Linked DNA regions of Mus musculus: region 1 is linked to region 2. The links are chromatin contacts, called in public promoter capture Hi-C maps. All regions are on one chromosome and are shown on one strand. The core of a region is the stretch at or near the end of the contact, and the rest is flanking DNA. Distances in the headings are between cores, read along the strand shown.

The links. Promoter capture Hi-C pulls out the DNA fragments that hold promoters and counts their contacts.
Region 1: a promoter capture Hi-C map of hippocampal neurons shows a contact between it and region 2, with 4 times the contacts expected there. The contact joins the enhancer-like site here to the promoter of Adamts17 in region 2. A contact is called at or near these places in 11 of 39 promoter capture datasets (the 3T3-L1 cell line, cranial neural crest, embryonic stem cells and 6 more), 12 of 484 Hi-C or Micro-C datasets (embryonic fibroblasts, liver, nephron progenitors and 2 more), 4 of 115 datasets of contacts at active chromatin or transcription factors (PVALB interneurons, SST interneurons, double positive thymocytes and 1 more) and 2 of 9 other capture datasets (adipose tissue and pancreatic islet).

Annotation. Positions count from the first base shown.
Region 1 is chr7:67,022,226-67,026,933 of GRCm38.p6, reverse strand. All of the region lies in intron 10 of Adamts17 (a disintegrin-like and metallopeptidase (reprolysin type) with thrombospondin type 1 motif, 17), which reads right to left. Among named protein-coding and RNA genes, the nearest start is that of Gm33627, 180 kb to the right of the region's middle. Within about 2 kb of position 1,848, at least 34 of the 459 cell types and tissues checked have an H3K27ac peak or open chromatin away from gene starts, as enhancers often do. A contact at or near this core is called in PVALB interneurons, SST interneurons, embryonic limb bud and 4 more, where this site is marked.
Region 2 is chr7:66,835,798-66,841,099 of GRCm38.p6, reverse strand. It overlaps Adamts17 (a disintegrin-like and metallopeptidase (reprolysin type) with thrombospondin type 1 motif, 17), which reads right to left and starts at 1,365. Exons shown (of 23, transcript NM_001033877.4): 1 at 1,189-1,365; 2 at 482-852. The coding sequence starts at 1,264. Gm33627 (a long non-coding RNA gene) reads left to right here and starts at 1,309. Exons shown (of 4, transcript XR_391554.2): 1 at 1,309-1,393; 2 at 2,304-2,388.

The DNA.
Region 1 (4,708 bases), core at 599-3,098, 190 kb before region 2:
CACTTTCCCCCTGTAGATGGCCCCTCATAGTATTTGCTGGGATTGCTTCCCACATAAACTACTTGCACCCAAATCCGCACCATGATCATGGCCTGAAAATTAGAAACAGATGTTCCTACAGCGCTTTTAAAGACACAGTGCTTCCAGGATGCCAAACCCAATTCAGGCTACGAAGCTTGAGTGGGAATGGGAAGACCTAACCCCTCACTGTGTGGCCAGTGGATAACTGGTGCCCTTCAGGCAACATGAGGGACGGACCCCCGCAGCACAGCAGAGTGAGGTGGCAGTGAGTTTTACAAAGGGTGTGCTGTGCTCAATTTAGAAGGCTGCTGTTCCAAGCAGTCTCAAACATCTGCACCAAGCAGATGTGTAACTGCACTGTCTAAAGGAAAGAAATGTGTGGAGATTGGAGGGACAAAAATAAAGTAGAAAGGAAGGAAAACAGCGACGGAGGGGGCTCTTACAACAAGCAGAGGAAAGCTGGCAGCTCCTTCTCACTTCTCAAGTATGTGGGAGCCGGGCTGAGCCTTTGAACGAGTCAGCGACTGAAGCGGGTCACTGTACATGTGGGTCCAGAGAGATCTACCCGTTCCCATTACTGTGTACCTCTCCATGGAACGGTAAAAAGATGAGAACCCGAATGCCGCACAGCTGCTCCCATAAAGATGATGGCACCTCATTAAAAGCCTGATCCCTCGAACTCTCACCTAAGAGTTCCTCCAGAGTGACGTGGCGGATGTTCAGACACATGCTCATGACACAAGGCAGACCCAGGAGCGCAACTGGGGGGCAGGAAAGCTTAGGATTAGGAGAAAGAGGAAGGGACTAGGGCAAACTGTTTATCGTGAAGTTTATGGACAGGGCTGTCTCATGAAATTTTCCTAATTATCAAAGTCAAAGAGTGGGCAGTTAGGCAGAGCCTTCTTAAACAGTACCAACAACAAAGGAGGAGAAACTAGAAATGAATTATGCTCCATTAAAATGAATGTGTTTATTAAAAGGCAAGTATAAGAATATCAGAGAAAGTGTTTGCAATAGATGAGGGGGAGGTATTTGCAATAAAGATAGCCAACAAAACATATCTAGGACAATTTTTTTTTTAAAAAAGAGAACAACAAACCAAAACTATTACAGATCGAATAAGAAAAAAGACCTAGTGGGAAAATGGGCAGAAGACCTGAGCATTTCATAAGAAGACATTTAAATGGCAATTAAGCATCTGAAAATATGCCCAAACTGATTCGGCCATCAAGCAAAGGCAAATTAAGACCAAGTTTAGATGCTTGTACACAGAGTGGAAAAAGATGGGGAATTTCAAACCTTGACAAGGATACAGCCAACAGGAACTGTTGTATACTGATGTTAACATTTGGACTTTTTGAACAACTTTGCAAAATTATTCATCAATATTTCTTACAGGCACTATATACAGTCATATCTATAATCTCACTCCCAAGAATATACTGGAAAGAAGTCTGAATATATGTTCTGTGAAGATGTCAGGAATGCTTGTTTTCAATACGACGTGAGTTATCATGAAGGTAAGAGCAAGCCAAATGCTTTGGCATCAGAGCAGACAGATCATGGTTACAACAGTAGGATTTCGTTTGCCTACACTGCAAGCACAGGCAAAACTCTGGTGTTGGGAATCAGACACGTGGGTTTGGTTTTTAAAAGGGGGAGTCAGCATAAAGGAGGCTTTAGATGGTGCCGTGGCCCCATGTGTGGCCACCTGCAGTACTTCTCCAGGATGGTTTCTAAAGCATGCTCAGCTAAACTTGGCATCGTCCTCAACACTTGCATCATTCTCTGCCTGGTCCTCTTCCCTGTTCTCCAAGCATTTTAGGTGCCTGCTAGCAATATGTACTCTGCAAGAGCCTACACTGCTGCTGGCTCCTCTGCAGTATTTGATTGTCTGTACTTTTCTCTCTGCCTTTCCCGTGGAATGTCTGGAGGAGTTGATGGCCAAGCTGTTAACAGTTCTGCAACCTGAGTGGATGAAGTTGTTGATTTCCCCATTCATCTTTGCAGATGACCATGCCCCCCACTTTTCCTTGTCTCTGACTCACTTTTAATCCACAGAATGCAGCACAAATGGCAGGATGTGACATCATGATTATCACACACAACACTCTCATCTCTGTAAAGGCTCCCTGAATTGATTTCTAGGCTTGCCTTCTTTGGTCAGACTAGCTGCCATGTTGGAAAAGATCATGCTACCATGAACTGAGCGCAGCCTGACAAAGAAGACAGCATGAAACTTCGGCTTTTGCTCCAACAACCTACAGGGAACAGTGGCTTTCCAACAAGTTCCCAGTAAGCCAGTGAGTCCGGCAACAAACATGTCCCCAGCTGAGCTTTAGATGAGACTGCAGGCCAGGCCTATGCCCTCCCCATAACCTTGTAAAATTGCTGAGACGTGAAAGCCTGGCGGAGCCATGTCTTTATCCCTAACCCTCAGAGCCTGAATGATAATAGATACGTTTTGTTTAAAATGGCCATATTTTGTGGAAGTTTGTTAAGACACAATAGTGAACAAACACAGATACATTTTTTAGTACTTTTCCAAACATCAAAGACAAGAGATATTTTCGTACGTGTCTAGAGAATAAAAACATGGAGGATTAATTTTATATACAATGTGTAATAGAGGAGATCACTGGAAAGAGTCCCAAACTTCTACAAAAGAAACGCTAACAGAAAAGCAAGAGAAGCCAGAAAAAAAAAAAAAAAACAACAACAAAAAAAAAAAAAACCAGAAAAACAGAACCTACACCAAGAATCATCTGACATAGAAACAAATGAGCTAACCTTGTTTCCTAAGATAAATCCTTCATATTAGATCACAACTTAAGCTCTGCTATGTGCTGTGTAACAATCATTTAATGTGATTTGGAAGCCAAAATAAAGGCAAAGGAGAACATCAATTCTAATGTCAGTCCAACTTGAACCCTGAGCCTGAGGCATGAAATAATATAAGGATATATGACCCTCGATGGCCATGTAGTATCTATGCCCCAAAAAGTACATAGTATTAAATTTCATTAAACAAAACTGACTTGGGATATAAGGGTAAGCAACAAAAAAGAAATTAGTATAATAATTTAATGGTCTTTCTTAGCCCATGAAAAATTCAACAGTCATGTAATAATTGATACAAGAGATGTAAATAACAGAATTGATAAGAAAAGTTCCAGCTTAAAACAAGCATGTCAAGACTCATCTTTTTAAAAGACTTATTTATTTATTTTATGTATATGAGTACACAGTAGCTGTCTTCAGACACAATGGAAGAGGGCATCAAATTCCATTACAGATGGTTGTGAGCCACCATGTGGTTGCTGGGAATTGAACTCAAGACTTCTAGAAGAGCAGTCAGTGCTCTTAACCTCTGAGCCATCTCTCCAGGCCATCAAGACACTTTTTTTTTGTTTGTTTGTTTTTTGTTTTGTTTTTCGAGACAGGGTTTCTCTGTGTAACCCTGGCTGTCATGGAATTCACTCTGTAGACCAGGCTGGCCTTGAACTCAGAAATCCGCCTGCCTGTGCCTCCCAAGTGCTGGGATTAAAGGTGTGCGCCACCACTGCCCAGCAAGACACATCTTTAACAGTCATGGAATATTCATAAAATGTAGCCCCAATAAGGTTCAAGATTCACTTTGGCTACAGACTGAGTTCAAGGCCAGCCTGAGCAATTTAAGAAGACTGTGTCTTGTAAAGTAAAAGGAACTGTGCACAGAGCCCTCTCTTGGTATGAGTAGAACTCTGCTTCAGTGGTCAGTACCATGAACTGCCACACCAACCCCAGTAGAATCTGTGTGACAAGTTCCACAGACTGAGGCGACAGACTTCAAAAGATGGAGGTCTCCTGGAACCGGTTGTGGAACTCTTGGCCAGAGCAAAATATTGAGCCATAGTTCTCATGACAATTTATCTGTTTTGTTTTCTCTTATTCCTTTTCTTATTTACATATTATTGGTAGCGTAGGCTAAGATCTTATACAAGTATAATGGGTAAGAAACCGTCCCTTGAGACAGGGTCACTAACATGACCTTATCTCTAGGAAAACCACCGCTTTACTTTATAAATCATTTACAAAATTATATAATAGCATTACGACAGATAAAATCTTTCCCAACAATAAATTTTAATATGGCTACACGTGTGTCATTGGAGGTGGGCTTTGGGACATGGTAAAGAAAGCCTTAAATAAAAAGAATTAAAATACTTTAAATTTATGCGTTGAAAATTTACTTTAAAAAAATCCGGCATTAGATGTTTAATAATAATTGATCATAAAGATTTAGTAATCTGCTCTTGAAATTATGCCACTAGTCTTGGATGACTGCCCCACTGAATACACCCTTTCAGCGTTGTTACACTTGGATGATTTCTATTAATCATGATGTCACCTGTTCTGTTTGTGATTTACTGAATACATCTTTTCAGAGTTGTAATGTCTGCTTGATTTTTGTGCTTTAATGTGCCAAATGATATGATGGTATTTGTGATTGCTTCACTGAACACATCTAAGAGTTGTGATATTTGTTCTTTTATTGTATAAAAACTCCTGCTTGAGATCTGCAAAATACACTCAGATTCAAACTGCCTCTGTATTTGTTTCTGTTTGTCACCGCTGAATCCTTACCCATCTAGCTTCGAGGACCCTCATTCCAGGGACCACCAAACCCAACTGGGGTGGTCTGTGG
Region 2 (5,302 bases), core at 116-2,615:
GAGATACTGACAACAGTTCCTCTCTTGGTCTTACCTTTTCAGCTAGCAAAAATGAGACTAACCATGGCCTGCCTGGGGTCCCCTCCTAATGTAAGAAGGCTCAAGGGACAGAAGAGAAGTGCTTAGATACCCCATTCCTAGACAGGGAATGAACACTTTAGAGCTTCCCCATAACGTGCAGAAAACATACACACCTGTGCTGATGCTGTCAGAGTGGGAACGACAGGTTCATATTCTTTCCTCTAGGTGAGCTATAGCTAATTTCTCAATGCAACCCCACCTCGGCCAGGTTCAGGACACAACAGAAGCCAGGACAATAACAGGCCTTCCCCTGTGTTCTCTCTCCTAGGAAGGCACAGTCTGAAAGGGCCAAGTGAAGGAGATGGGAAGGTAGGTCTTCTCCCGCCCAGCCCTCCGCGGGACCACCCCAGGAGAAGTAACAGACTGGGCAAGGCAGACCCATAGGGGGCGCGGGCAATACCAGGCCGCCGGCGGCGCCGCAGGCGCTGAGGGAGACGAGGGAGCCCGGGTGGCCCAGGACTCGTCCGGAGTAGAAGCACAGCTCGGCAGGATGTCCGCTGCGCCCCGAGACACCCGCCTCCTCCACCTCGAAGCCTGGGGACAGGAAACGCAGGTCGCGATGCAGCTGCAGGTATAGGTCGCGCCCAAAGGCCGGCAGGTGCAGTAGCAGGGCGCGCTCTCCTTGCCCTGCTCGATGGCCACCTGGAGATGCTCGCGGTCGCCGCCACCGCCGGAGCCCCGCTGCTCCCGGCAGCAACTGCAGGTGCACGTCCTCGGGGCGCAGCCGCCTCGGGAGCACCACCTCCACGTCGGCCGCCGCGTCGCCGACAGCTGCGGGGAGAGAGGACACGCGTCAGCACCAGCCTGGCCACCAGGGCTGCCGGCCGCTCCGGCGCTGACTCGCAAGGCTCCGTGGGTATCGCGCAGCCGTGACCCCGCACTCCCTTCCCTCCCCGAGCCGGGCCTCTCCAAGCTGGCGAAGCCACTCGATCGCACCGGGGGTCAGCTCGCCATCCGCGTGCCGAGAGGGAACCAGAGACCAGTTCTCCGGCCGCGGCCTTCACTCTCCTCCTCAGGGGATGCTGTCAGCGGTCCACCTATGCACCCGGGCGCCGGGATGCTTCGGGAAGGCACCGGGAAGGTGGCCGCGAGAGCTAGGAACGCTACCTGTGCCCGGGTCCAGCCCCCACACCAGCAGCAGCAAGGACAGGACGAGAGGGGGCAGCAGGGTGCCGTCACACATGGTACTTGGGACCAGCAGCCCCCAAGACTGTAGTGATAGAGCAGGGACTCGCGAGGCGGCGAAGCCAACCGGAGTGCAGCCCTGCAGCCTTTGGAAAAAGTAATTAGCGCTGCGGACAAACCCAACATGGTAAATACTAAGCCCCACCTTCTCCTTGGAAAGTAGGCGGTGATTGGGCTTTTGCTTTTCTCTGCCCCGCCTTCCCTGTCCGTATTGGTTAGGGCCGGTCGAAACCAACGTGCGTAGTTAGGTTGTAAGCACTTTCTTACACGTGGTTTCTAGGCAGTAGGTAGGCTGTGACACCAGGTGGCAGGCGCGAGCCGGCTCAGCTGCAGCATCTTGGAGCAGCCAGGAGGACACCAGCCTGGTCTTCAGTTTGTTCACATTTGGGAGATCACCTTTGAGGCTTCCTAGGAAGATAGGCCAGACCAACCAGTTCAGTACAAGAAAAAGAAAATCTCTATGTATTGAAGTGACTCCTATTTTTGATTAGTTTGGGCTGGAAAGACGCAGCCCAGTGTTCCTAGCACACCTGAATTCATGCCTGACTTCTATATCTATGGTGTTTGTCCACACCCCGCAGGCTTCTTGCAGTCTATACTTTCACAGAATCCAAGAAGGTGAGAGCATAATAACACTCCCCTGAAGACTGGGAAACTGAGAAAAAGGAAATGTAAGGAGCCTGCTTAAATTGGACAGCTAGTATCTGTCAGAGCCGTGTCTTGTGTCTGTGATCCTGACTTTAGGTCAGGTGTGTTTAGGGAGGTATATTAGCTGCGCTTTGCATCGCAGGACCCTGGAGAGCTGAGAGGCAGAGCCTGAACTTGAACCCAGCCTTTCACGAACAGAATGAGTGTTCAATTTTCCAGCAGAATCTAGCCAGATATTATCCCTAGCAGACCCCTATGGGTAATCCCATTGGCCTCTTTAAAATTGTCCTACAGATAGCAGGACTGACTGAGCACAGGGATACCACAGCAGTCACAGATGGCTCCTCATCTCTCCCTTTTTGTCTGTTTGCTTGCTTGTTTTCAAAAAGGCCCCTACTCACCCCTCATCACAGGATCCAGACTTCATCACAGGGCTGAATTACCAGAAAGCATCCAGAGACGAGGTAAACACTGGTGAGTTTCCCTAAGTTTGGTGCCCCTGTCCTGGTAAGCTGTCTGCAGCTCTCCACAAAGGCGTATCACAGAATGTGCTGCCGAGCCAGTCTCTGATCTAGTGGCTGTCACTCACCGGTTGGCACCCTCGGGTGACTGGCAGCATGGGTCAGGCTCTGTTGGTGGCTATGAATGAGTAGGGCTTTGCCTCACTTGACCATGAGAATTTGACTGTGACCTCAACCATGTCATGGGAAACAGGAAGAAAAGGAGAAGCCTTAGCCCTGTGTGAGTGTGTGTGTGTGTGTGTGTGTGTGTGTGTGGTCAGACAGCAGCTAGCTATTCTGACAGCCCAGGAATGTTTTTCTTCTGAGAGTTGTTCAGTTTTTTCTCTGTAAATCAAGGAGCTAAGCTATACTGCCTCCCCTTGGAGGGTGAACTTCTAATCATTTGGACTACTCTTGAAAATAATAACAAGGGTCTGCGAGATACCTGACATACCATTAGCACTTTGTTAGATTTACTGAATATATGAATAAAAGAAGAAAAGTGATTGATTAAATCAGATGTTTCAGAGACTCCTCCTGTAACAGGGCCCCAGATATTAGCACAACTGACTCCAGGATGGAGATACTGTTTAGGCTGTAAAACTCAGCATCACCCTCCAAAACCAAACCAGAGGCCCATAACAACCATAGTTATAGGAAAGTCTCTAAATGGACTACTAACCTTGCTCTTTGGTTTCTGTAGCTCTGCCTCTGGCTAACTGTTCTCATTAACCGTATATCAACCCAGGACATGGATTTTATGCTCAAAAGCTCACCCTGAAGAAGGCTCAGGACTACATTGAGGTCCTGAACATGCTGTGTAGTTGCCGGCTTGCTGATAGACTTTCTATTGGCTTAAACCCACGTGTGAGCAGTCTTCTCTGCTGACTACCCCAACAACACTCCAGCTGTCAAATGTGCTAAGCAAGCATCGAACCCATGCCCCTCTCCCTTCATTGTTTGTCATTCTTTCTTGTCTGGAGCTGTTTCAGTTTGGCAAGTTCATGGAGGTTGGATTAAAAACAACAACAATGATTAGGGGCCAGATGTTAAATAGTCCTCTGTAAGCGAGAAAGCAGTGGGACATGGAAGGCCTCCGTTGTTTAGATAACCCCACCTTGCTAATGTGTATGTCTGTACGCAGCACCCCAGGCATTGCTGATGCATAGGAACACTAATAAACGTTTGCCAGATGATCAGCAGCCCAATGCTGTCTCTCCTCTTGTATGTATGCCGCTCAAAGTGTTCTTCCACAATGAAGGATGCTTTGAAAGACACAACTCACAGAGAAACCATGACCAACTCTCTGTAACTAGACTGTGTCTAACAAATACACTTAGTTGCTAATATCAGAGCTCTGCTGGGCTCAAATAAGCAGAGAGAGGCTGTTTATTACATGCTGTTTGTCTTATGTTCTAAAACCAACCACTGCAAAGGAACCATAGTCAGTGAGGGAATGAAGAGACTGGAATCTGACCATTCATAGTGGGAAAGTAACACTGGGCAGTCTCTTTTGAAGTATTGAGAAATGTCCCAAAAAATTAAATATAAAGTTACCATATGGTTCAATGTATAAGACAGAGATTGCCAGAAGCTGGGGAGCAAGAGGTGTTACTTAATAAGCATAGAGCGTCCATGTAGGATGCTGATAAGGTTTTGAGATGATAATGGCGCTGGCTGTGCAACACTGCTAATGCATTTGATGCTATGAGTCATACACTTGAGATGCTAAAATGGTGACTTCTTGGTTAAGAAAAAATTTCATCACAATAAAATACAATACGCAAGGAAATACACCCAGTTCTTTTAAAATGAGCAAAACTCAGACTTCTTACCAAAGAAGACAACTAGGAAATAAGATTTATAAAGATGGTCAAAGTTTTTAAATGAGCAAAAACGGTTGTTTGTCTTTGGTCATATGCAAAGGAACCACAACGAAATGACTATTGCATGCCTACTAGAAAGGGTTAAAACCAGACAGCACAGCAACGGAGGACTGGAGGGCGTCAGTGGAACCAGAACTTACAGGCACCAATGGTAAGACTGTGAAACAGTACAGCCCAGCCGCTTTAGAAAGCGTTTTGACTATTGTCACTACTTGGTTATTCATTCGTTTTTGAGGCCAGGTCTCATGCATATCAGTCTGGTCTCAACACTGAGCCTGCTGCGTGGCTGAAGATGACCTTTAACTTCTGACGCTCCCACCTTTACTTCCTGCGTGCTGGCTTTACAGGCAAACTCATGCTTTTCGATGTGTGCTGGACCAAACCCAGGAGTTCTAGCATGCTAGGCGAATACTCTACCAACTGAACTATAGCCACAGCCCTTAACAGTTTCTTTAAAAATTAAGCACACACCTACACTGCTATTTCCTGCTCTTATACAAACCTGTATACCCACACTAAGAATTGTGAAGGATTGATGGCATACAATGTTAGTGTAAGAATCCCAAACTGGAAACATCCCAGGTGTCGATCAACATGTGAACAGATGTACAGAGTGTAGAAAGACCATAGCCAATGGGCCGCTCTAGTTGCTTACAAAGAGGGATGAACTGTTAATGCCTGCCACAATATAACTTAATCTCAAAATGATTATTAACTGGAGAAAGCCACACTAAAAAAGGCACATTGTGTATGGGTTTATTTATATAAAATTGTAGAGAATACAAATGAATTTGGTAGTGGTGATACACAGAGGAAGGATGCTGGAGGACAGGAGGAAACTTTAGGGGTGTTAAGAACGTCCATTGTAAATTGTGGTGATAGTTTGAGGGGTGCTTACATGTGCCATAACCAGTCGTGAACTTGAAACATGTGCAGTTTTATATCCCTATAAAACGGTTTTGAAACCAGCGTTGAACTTGAAAATTCAAACAGTGAGATACA